2 separate regions of the Pan troglodytes genome follow, and region 1 is linked to region 2. A link is a contact called in public HiChIP or PLAC-seq data. All regions are on one chromosome and are shown on one strand. Each heading gives the region's core, a stretch centred on a gene start, on an enhancer-like site or on the middle of the called end of the contact. The rest is flanking DNA. Distances are from core to core; before and after follow the strand shown.

Evidence for each region. HiChIP or PLAC-seq counts read pairs in DNA pulled down with a chosen protein or histone mark.
Region 1: a contact with region 2 is called in an H3K4me3 HiChIP or PLAC-seq map of stem cell-derived excitatory neurons, with 5 times the contacts expected there. The contact joins the promoter of ESRP2 here to the promoter of NFATC3 in region 2. A contact is called at or near these places in 3 of 7 Hi-C or Micro-C datasets (induced pluripotent stem cells and stem cell-derived neural progenitor cells), 1 of 1 datasets of contacts at active chromatin or transcription factors (stem cell-derived excitatory neurons) and 1 of 1 other capture datasets (stem cell-derived neural stem cells).

Annotation. Positions count from the first base shown.
Region 1 is chr18:66,281,900-66,285,450 of NHGRI_mPanTro3-v2.0_pri, forward strand. ESRP2 (epithelial splicing regulatory protein 2) reads right to left here and starts at 1,826. Exons shown (of 15, transcript XM_063797308.1): 1 at 1,587-1,826.
Region 2 is chr18:66,124,994-66,128,642 of NHGRI_mPanTro3-v2.0_pri, forward strand. It overlaps NFATC3 (nuclear factor of activated T cells 3), which reads left to right and starts at 2,322. Exons shown (of 10, transcript XM_001167633.8): 1 at 2,322-2,766. The coding sequence starts at 2,664.

The sequences.
Region 1 (3,551 bases), core at 576-3,075, 160 kb after region 2:
ACGTGACCGGGGCGGCTCCGGGAACCTTGGGGGAGGGCCGCCAGAACCCAACCCAGGACGCAAGAGCTCACGCTCCCGGCCTGGGCGCACGCTTAGGATCCGGATTCCTACTTCCAGGGCTGGTCCTGCCTGATTTTGGGGGCTATCCCATTCTTCCGCTCTCCCCCCACTCTTCCCCAGGGGCCGTCAGGCCTCTGCAAAGGAGCGTGCAAGACAGAGGCCTTCTCCAGTATGGAAGTCACCAGGAGGCAGTCTAGGGGCTGTGGGGGTCAACACGGCAGGTCTGGGGTTGATGGAAGTCAAAGGGTCAAGGGGGCGGTGAGAGTTGCCGGGTATCACCCTGTAGGGGGATCACCAGAAGTCACCTGGGAAAGGGGAGGGCGGCGGGAACATCAGCGTTGTTAGAGCTGTGGGGTGGTCACCAGGGATCACAGGGAAGGGCTTGTCCACGCAGATGCTAGGGCCGAGCGCTAGCCTGGCACTGAGAAGTGCCAGAGCGCGGTCGTTGTGGGTTGGGAGTGGGCAGGCCTCAATGCTGGGGAAAGGAACCCCCCAAATCCCAGAGAGCTGCACCCTAGACGAGGCTGAGAGGGGTAGAACGGGCCTGGAGCCTCACTCCTACCCCACGTGTGGGGGCCTGCCTGCTTTCGTCCCTTTCTGGACGGTGGAGAAGCTGCCTGGAGATTGCGAGCGCTCTGGCCGATGGGGGGCTAGCGTTGAGCGTGTGTGCGCGCATGCGGGCTGCAGATCCTCCCTTTTCCATCCCGCACCTACAACCCAATTGACAGCCCCACATTTGGGGCTCCCATTCCTCCCTTTGCCCAGTGGAGCTTGGTGAGGCTCCTTTATGGCGCGTTTCCCGGCCGTTCCTTACTTTCCCAAACTCTCCCAGGGAGGTGACTGAGAAACTGAATAAGTGACTGAGAAACTGAATAATCCAGCAGGAAGGAGGGGGCTCCAGCGTGGCGGGAACTGAGTCACGCGGTTGCCTAGCCCGACTCGAGACTGAGACGGGAGCCGCACCACGCGCTTTCGGACAAGGAGGGTGCTGCGGCCCGGCCCCTGGACAATGGAGAGAGCAGGGCACCCGGGCGCATCAGCAGAACTCATGCCCGGGAAAGGGGCGAGGCCCGGGGGGAGAGAGCTCAGCGTAGCTCCACTTGGCAGCTAAAGAAACAGGCGCCCGGGACGGAAATGACTCGCGCCCGGACACGGCGACAGGGAGAGCATGGGAAGTGCTTCCTTCGCCCGGCGGGTTCGAGCGAGTAGCACTTTACTTTCCCTACAGGCGGAGGCGGGCCTTGGTGCGCGGCTGTCCATCTCCGGACCGCCCACCCGGGCACTGGCCCATGCGTCTCCTCCCCCGGAAGCGGTAAGCGAATCAGGCGCGGGGGAAGGGAGAACGTTGCTCCTCGGGCCCCTCCTCCCGATAAGCCTGGAATGTCAAATATTTGTTCGCGGGGCGGGGCGCAACCGCGAGTAACGCTCCTCCCCCTCCCGCCCGGTAGCGCGCCTGCGCCTGGTGGAGGCGGCCCTTCCTCCGGCCACGCCCTTCCAGCCAACTCCCCTAAACCAGTGGCCCTAACCGCCGCATTCCTGAAGCTCCACAGAAGCACGTCGCTTCCTCCTTGGCTCCTGTCTGGGTTCCACTCTTACAGCACAGGGTCACAGCGTCCCCGCCCGGAGGTCTGGGCGCTACTCGGTCTCCTTCTCGCCCCTCCTGGCGACCTCATCTGTGCAGCCTCTAGGCCCTTTTTCCTCTTCAGCCTGAGTCTCGACGCCCGCTCTTCCCGGAAGCCACCTTCGCGAGGTGACTGCTCCATTGTGGCGTCTCTGGCAGTCCTGAGCGCTTTCCCACGGAAGACGCGCTTATGCGTGTCCAAGTCGCCGCTGGGTCGTGAACCTGAGGCACGGGCTGGTAGCACAGTGCGGCTCCCCTAAACTACCCCGGATGCCCATCCGGCTGCCCCCATAGCAAGACAACTCCTGCAACTTAGATTCTTTTTATTTTATTTTATTTTTTTAATTTTTATTATTCTTTTCTTTGAGACGGAGTCTTGCTCTTGTTGCCCAGACTGGAGTGCAATGGCGCGATCTCGGCTTACTGCAACCTCCGCCTCCTGGGTTCAAGCGATTCTCCTGCCTCAGCCTCCCAAGTAGCTGGGATTACAGGCGTGCACCACCACGCCTGTATTTTTTTAGTAGAGACGGGGTTTCACCATGTTGATCAGGCTGGATGGTCTCGAACTCCTGACCTCAGGTGATCCACCCGCCTCGGCCTCCCAGTGCTGGGATTACGGGCGTGAGCCACCACGCCTGGCTAATTTTTGTATTTTTTGCAGAGACGGGGTCTCGCCATGTTGACCAGGCTGGTCTCGAACTCCGCCCACCTCGGCCTCCCGAAGGGCTAGAATTATAGGCATGAGCTACCGTGCACTCAGCTCCAACCCTTGGATTCTTCTTTAAAAACCAAATTCGTTTAAATACTGGGCAGGAGGATGGGGTCCTGTTTTGCTGAGATCCCTTACTCATCTTCAGATGAGTCCTTCCAGATCACCCCATTATTACTAAACAACCCACACTCCTGACCCCAACCGACCCTCATTGCTTTCTGCCCCCCAACCCCCCAACTTAACCAACTTATAACACGATTTATTAATCGTGTATTGTCTCCCCGCTCCATCATCCTATCCTCGAAGATAGAGGCTTACCCCCAACGCCTGTCACTGAATGAATGAACTGTTGTCTAAGGCTAGCTTCTTCTGCCACAGGGTATTTCAGCAATGGTAAGACACAGGCCTTTGCAGTAGGGTCTCATCTGTGCCCTTTCCTCCTCTCCAGCCCTGCCCCTTCTCTATCTAGGGCTCCAGCTCTTCCTCCAGAATTTTTTTTTTTTTTTTTTTGAGACAGAGTCTCGCTCTGTCCCCCAGGCTGGAGTGCAATGGCATGATCCCGGCTCACTGCAACCTCCGCCTCCTGGGTTGACGCGATTCCTCTGCCTCTGCCTCTGCCTCAGCCTCCCGAGTAGCTGGGACTACAGGCGCGCGCCACCATGCCGGGTTAATTTTTGTATTTTTAATAAAGATGGGATTTCCCCATATTGAACAGGCTGGTCTCGAACTCCTGACCTCGTGATCCGCCCGCCTCGGCCTCCCAAAGTGTTGGGATTACAGGCATGAGCCACCGCTCCCGGCCTTCCTCCAGATTTTCTACCTTCCGCAGGGGTACCTTCTGTAGTTTGAGATTTCTGTACTTCTCTAAAAATTGTCCCCCACCCCCACCCGACTCCTCGCTCCCCTGGGGTTCATGAATTAATGAATAGGAGATTGGTACGGCAGAGAGGTAAGCAAGGCCCCGGCGGCCCAGGCCGCCTGAGGTCAGCCGCCTTTCTCAAAACCGCGTGCCAGATATTTGGAAGAAAGAACTGGGTTCCGTGGGCCTCATACTCGCGAAATTTTACCCTCACCTTGGCCCTCAGGCCTGCCTGGGCTGCACTCCTAAAGGCAGCCGGCGCTGTTGCTTCGGGGACATGAAAGCCCGGGCAGATACAG
Region 2 (3,649 bases), core at 1,072-3,571:
GGCTGGGAACACAGATGCATAGCTGAGCATTTGATGAGTGGTTGAATTTTTCAAGCCATCTACAGCTTCTCTGTGGTCCCTTCCCAGTGGAGGGGCTGACCAGCCCAGGGTCTCCCTCCTGCCTGCCGTCTGGTCTGACTATGGCTGATCCCATGGTTTAGGTGAAGTCATGTCTGGAGGGACTTCAGATGAGCTGGCCAAGCCTCTGGGACCTTATACTGTATCAGGATCCTGTTACATGTGGTACAAATAGGTGGGCCAGCAACCTGCCTGAGGCAGAGGGCTCTAGAGCTGATGTGGCATTTGGGCCCCAAGTTCCACACTCAGGCCCTCAAAGTTGGAGATTTGCAGGCAGGACAGGTTATTGGGAAGGATAGTCCACCCGTCTAATGCCAGTTGTTCCCTCTCCTTGACCACATTATCTTCTCCCTCTGACTTCATTCACCCCTGTCCCAGTTTAATCTAGTGATCCATCCAGAATTCTGACCATGTAAATCCCCTGCTCTAAGTCCTTCCACTGCTCCCTACTGCCGTCAGGATAAAGTCCAGACACTTTGCAGTGGCCTGCAGCATTCTGCCCACTCATCCGGCCCCACCTTAGGCTTCTGCCCACTGCAAGTTACTTTATGGTTATCAAGTCTTTGGAAATCTGTTCTCTGCCTGGAATGAAACTTGCTCACTTCTTGTCTGTCACTCCGGTTCCTACTAACCCCTGTCAAGGCCCTGCAGCTAGCAGGCTTATGAACTGTCTCTGAGCTCCTGGCACAACCCTTATCTCTTTGTACAGTAATTATAGATTTGCTGGTCCCCTCTCCTCTACCCCTGAAGGGAGACTTTATCTCTGAATCCCCAGGAACAGCACAGGTACCGGTACAAAACACTGGGCAGAAATGAACCAATACAAGATGAACGTCTTGGATGCCCTGGACATTCCCTGTCTTCCTGACCCAAGGTCTAGTTTGGCTCCCTGGTAGCTCAAGTGTCAGTCCAGACATTGAGACCTCTGCAAAGAGCTTCCCTTTACCCTCTCTTCCCACTGGCCTTTGTGGGCGGTGTGGAATGTGCTGTAGGCCTTGTGAGAGCGGCATTTCTTTTTTTTTTCTTTCCTTTTTTTTTTTTTAAACAACCTATTGTAGCCTCTGAGAGGGCAGCATTTTTGGGCGCACCTGCACCCAAGCCTCTGACAGCGCCCTGGGTTCCTCCAGCAACGCGCATCTAGGGATGCTATGCCCTGTGGGCCCTATGCCCGGGGCACGGAGCTAGGGGAGGCGGTCACCCTACTTCTCTCACGTCCCTGTCCACCTTGCGCCTCAGCGGAGCCTTAGGTAAACAAGCCAGGCTCCCAGTCCCCAAGGACGGCCTTCACCCCAGACCCCAGGAGGAGGCGTCTTGGGCCATCTCGGGAAGGCTAGCTTGCTCGGGAGGGGCAGATCACGAAAACGGTTCTTTAGGCAGTGTCACTTCTTCTCCACTGCCAGCCACCCAATTTAGGCGGCTCCATCCCTCCCGCTGTCATGGATATGCAGCAGGATGCAGAGAGCACAGAGCTGTGATTGGCACGAGCTCACAACGGGCTTTCCCGCTCAATCTACTCAATTTCCAGCAAGGGACAGGCCCTGCCCATTGGGGTTCGCCGAGGCCTCAAACGCGCATGCTGTCAAGGGAGCAGCTGCGGGGGCCCGCTAGTGGGGACAAAGACGCAGCCACCGGGGCGAAAGCTCCGCCCCGCAGAGGGTGGGCCTGCGGCGACCGCGAGCTCAGAGTCCGGACTTGTCGCGCAATCTGTCTCCTTCGGTTCCACCCCAACCTAGCTGGACTCTCGGTCCGGTCCCTGCCCTCTGGAGACTCAGCCATTAAAGTTGAGGTGGGGGGATGAGGATGTGGGCGGCGTCCAGGTAACTCTGCGGGGCCCTGATGCTTTCCCTAGAGCCAGCCATCAGGAGTAACACGATGCGCCCCCACATCACCGAACCCAGAACCTCAGTGCTTCAGCACCCCTTCCTCGACATGAGCTCCGCCCAATGAGGAGAAGGGTCTTCTCCATTGGCCGGTGGTGGTCCCCTATCCAATTAGAGAGGCTAACGGCCTTCTCTCGTCTGGTTTAGAAGGAATCGCCGGGGGAATACAGGCCAAACTACAATTCCCGAGAGGTAGCTGGGCTCTTCGGGGGGGGGGGGGGGGGGGCCCTGCGTGTTCACGTGACTTCCTTCTCGCGGAGACCGAGTTACGCGATAGGCCTGTGAGGGGGCGGGGCCCGGCGCCTGTTCGCCGTGTTAGTGGCCAATCGGCAGCCAGGCAGGGTGGGCGCGCGTAGGGGGCGGGGCCGGGCGCGCGGCAGGGCGCGCGGCAGGGCGCGAGAGCGCGCCCCCGGCGGCGGCGGCGGCGACTGTTGCGGGGCGGCGGGGAACATTGGCTAAGGCGACAGTGGAGGCTTAGGCACCGGTGGCGGGCGGCTGCGGTTCCTGGTGCTGCTCGGCGCGCGGCCAGCTTTCGGAACGGAACGCTCGGCGTCGCGGGCCCCGCCCGGAAAGTTTGCCGTGGAGTCGCGACCTCTTGGCCCGCGCGGCCCGGCATGAAGCGGCGTTGAGGAGCTGCTGCCGCCGCTTGCCGCTGCCGCCGCCGCCGCCGCCTGAGGAGGAGCTGCAGCACCCTGGGCCACGCCGATGACTACTGCAAACTGTGGCGCCCACGACGAGCTCGACTTCAAACTCGTCTTTGGCGAGGACGGGGCGCCGGCGCCGCCGCCCCCGGGCTCGCGGCCTGCAGGTGGGTGCCGGGCCAGGCGGGACCGTGGAGCGACCCCGCTTCTCGCTCGCAGGATCTCTCGCTCCCTCCCTGTTCCCTTGGATGACCGGAGACCGATAACCCTGTGTGTGTGTGCGCGCGCGTGTGTGTGGTGAGTTAAAAACGGATTTAAATCGCTGAGGAGGCGTGTGGGTCGCTGCGACGTGGAAGTGGTGGCGGGCTTGGCTGGAAGCAAACTAGTGGGGAACTCGACTCCGGGACGATCGGGGTTTGGAGGCCCAGGGTCCGGGCTGCTGCCCAAGTGGCGTCTGGTTGTCGCTGCTTTGCCAGTGTGTTGCAAGGAAAATGTTGTCCCTGTGAATTGTTAGCGCACTGGGTTTTTCATCTATTCTAGGTCGTTTCTTGAAATTTCAGTTTGAAAGATGCTAATTTTTCAACGGTAGGACCCCTCTAAAAATCAGGCGCGTGTTTTTTTTAAGTCTACTTTGCTAGAAGAGTAATGCTTTCGAGTTAACGTCCACTCGTGCAAGTTTATGACCCACAATTAATTCGAAGTGTAACTGTAACGGGACTTTTCTGGAAACTGGATTTCCTTACTTGAATAAAGTGTTCCGGAAGATTTTTTTTTTTTAATAGTGGGTTTTTTCATAATTTTCCTAGAAAGTTCTAGAAGTCGATTTTTATTTAAAGAAAAATCTCTCCTTGGAAGATATTTTAAAGGAAATCTTGAATTGGGAAAGCTGGGCACCATCATGCTTGCAGGTCAGACCAATCAGGAAATAGAAACAGGATGACTGGGGACTTAGAGCTCTTTTGTGACCTGGTTTGGAATACTGTGGTTCATTAAGTTCAGTTTCCTTGTTACATATGCATACGAACTTCAAAAAGGAAATGGATAAGAGTA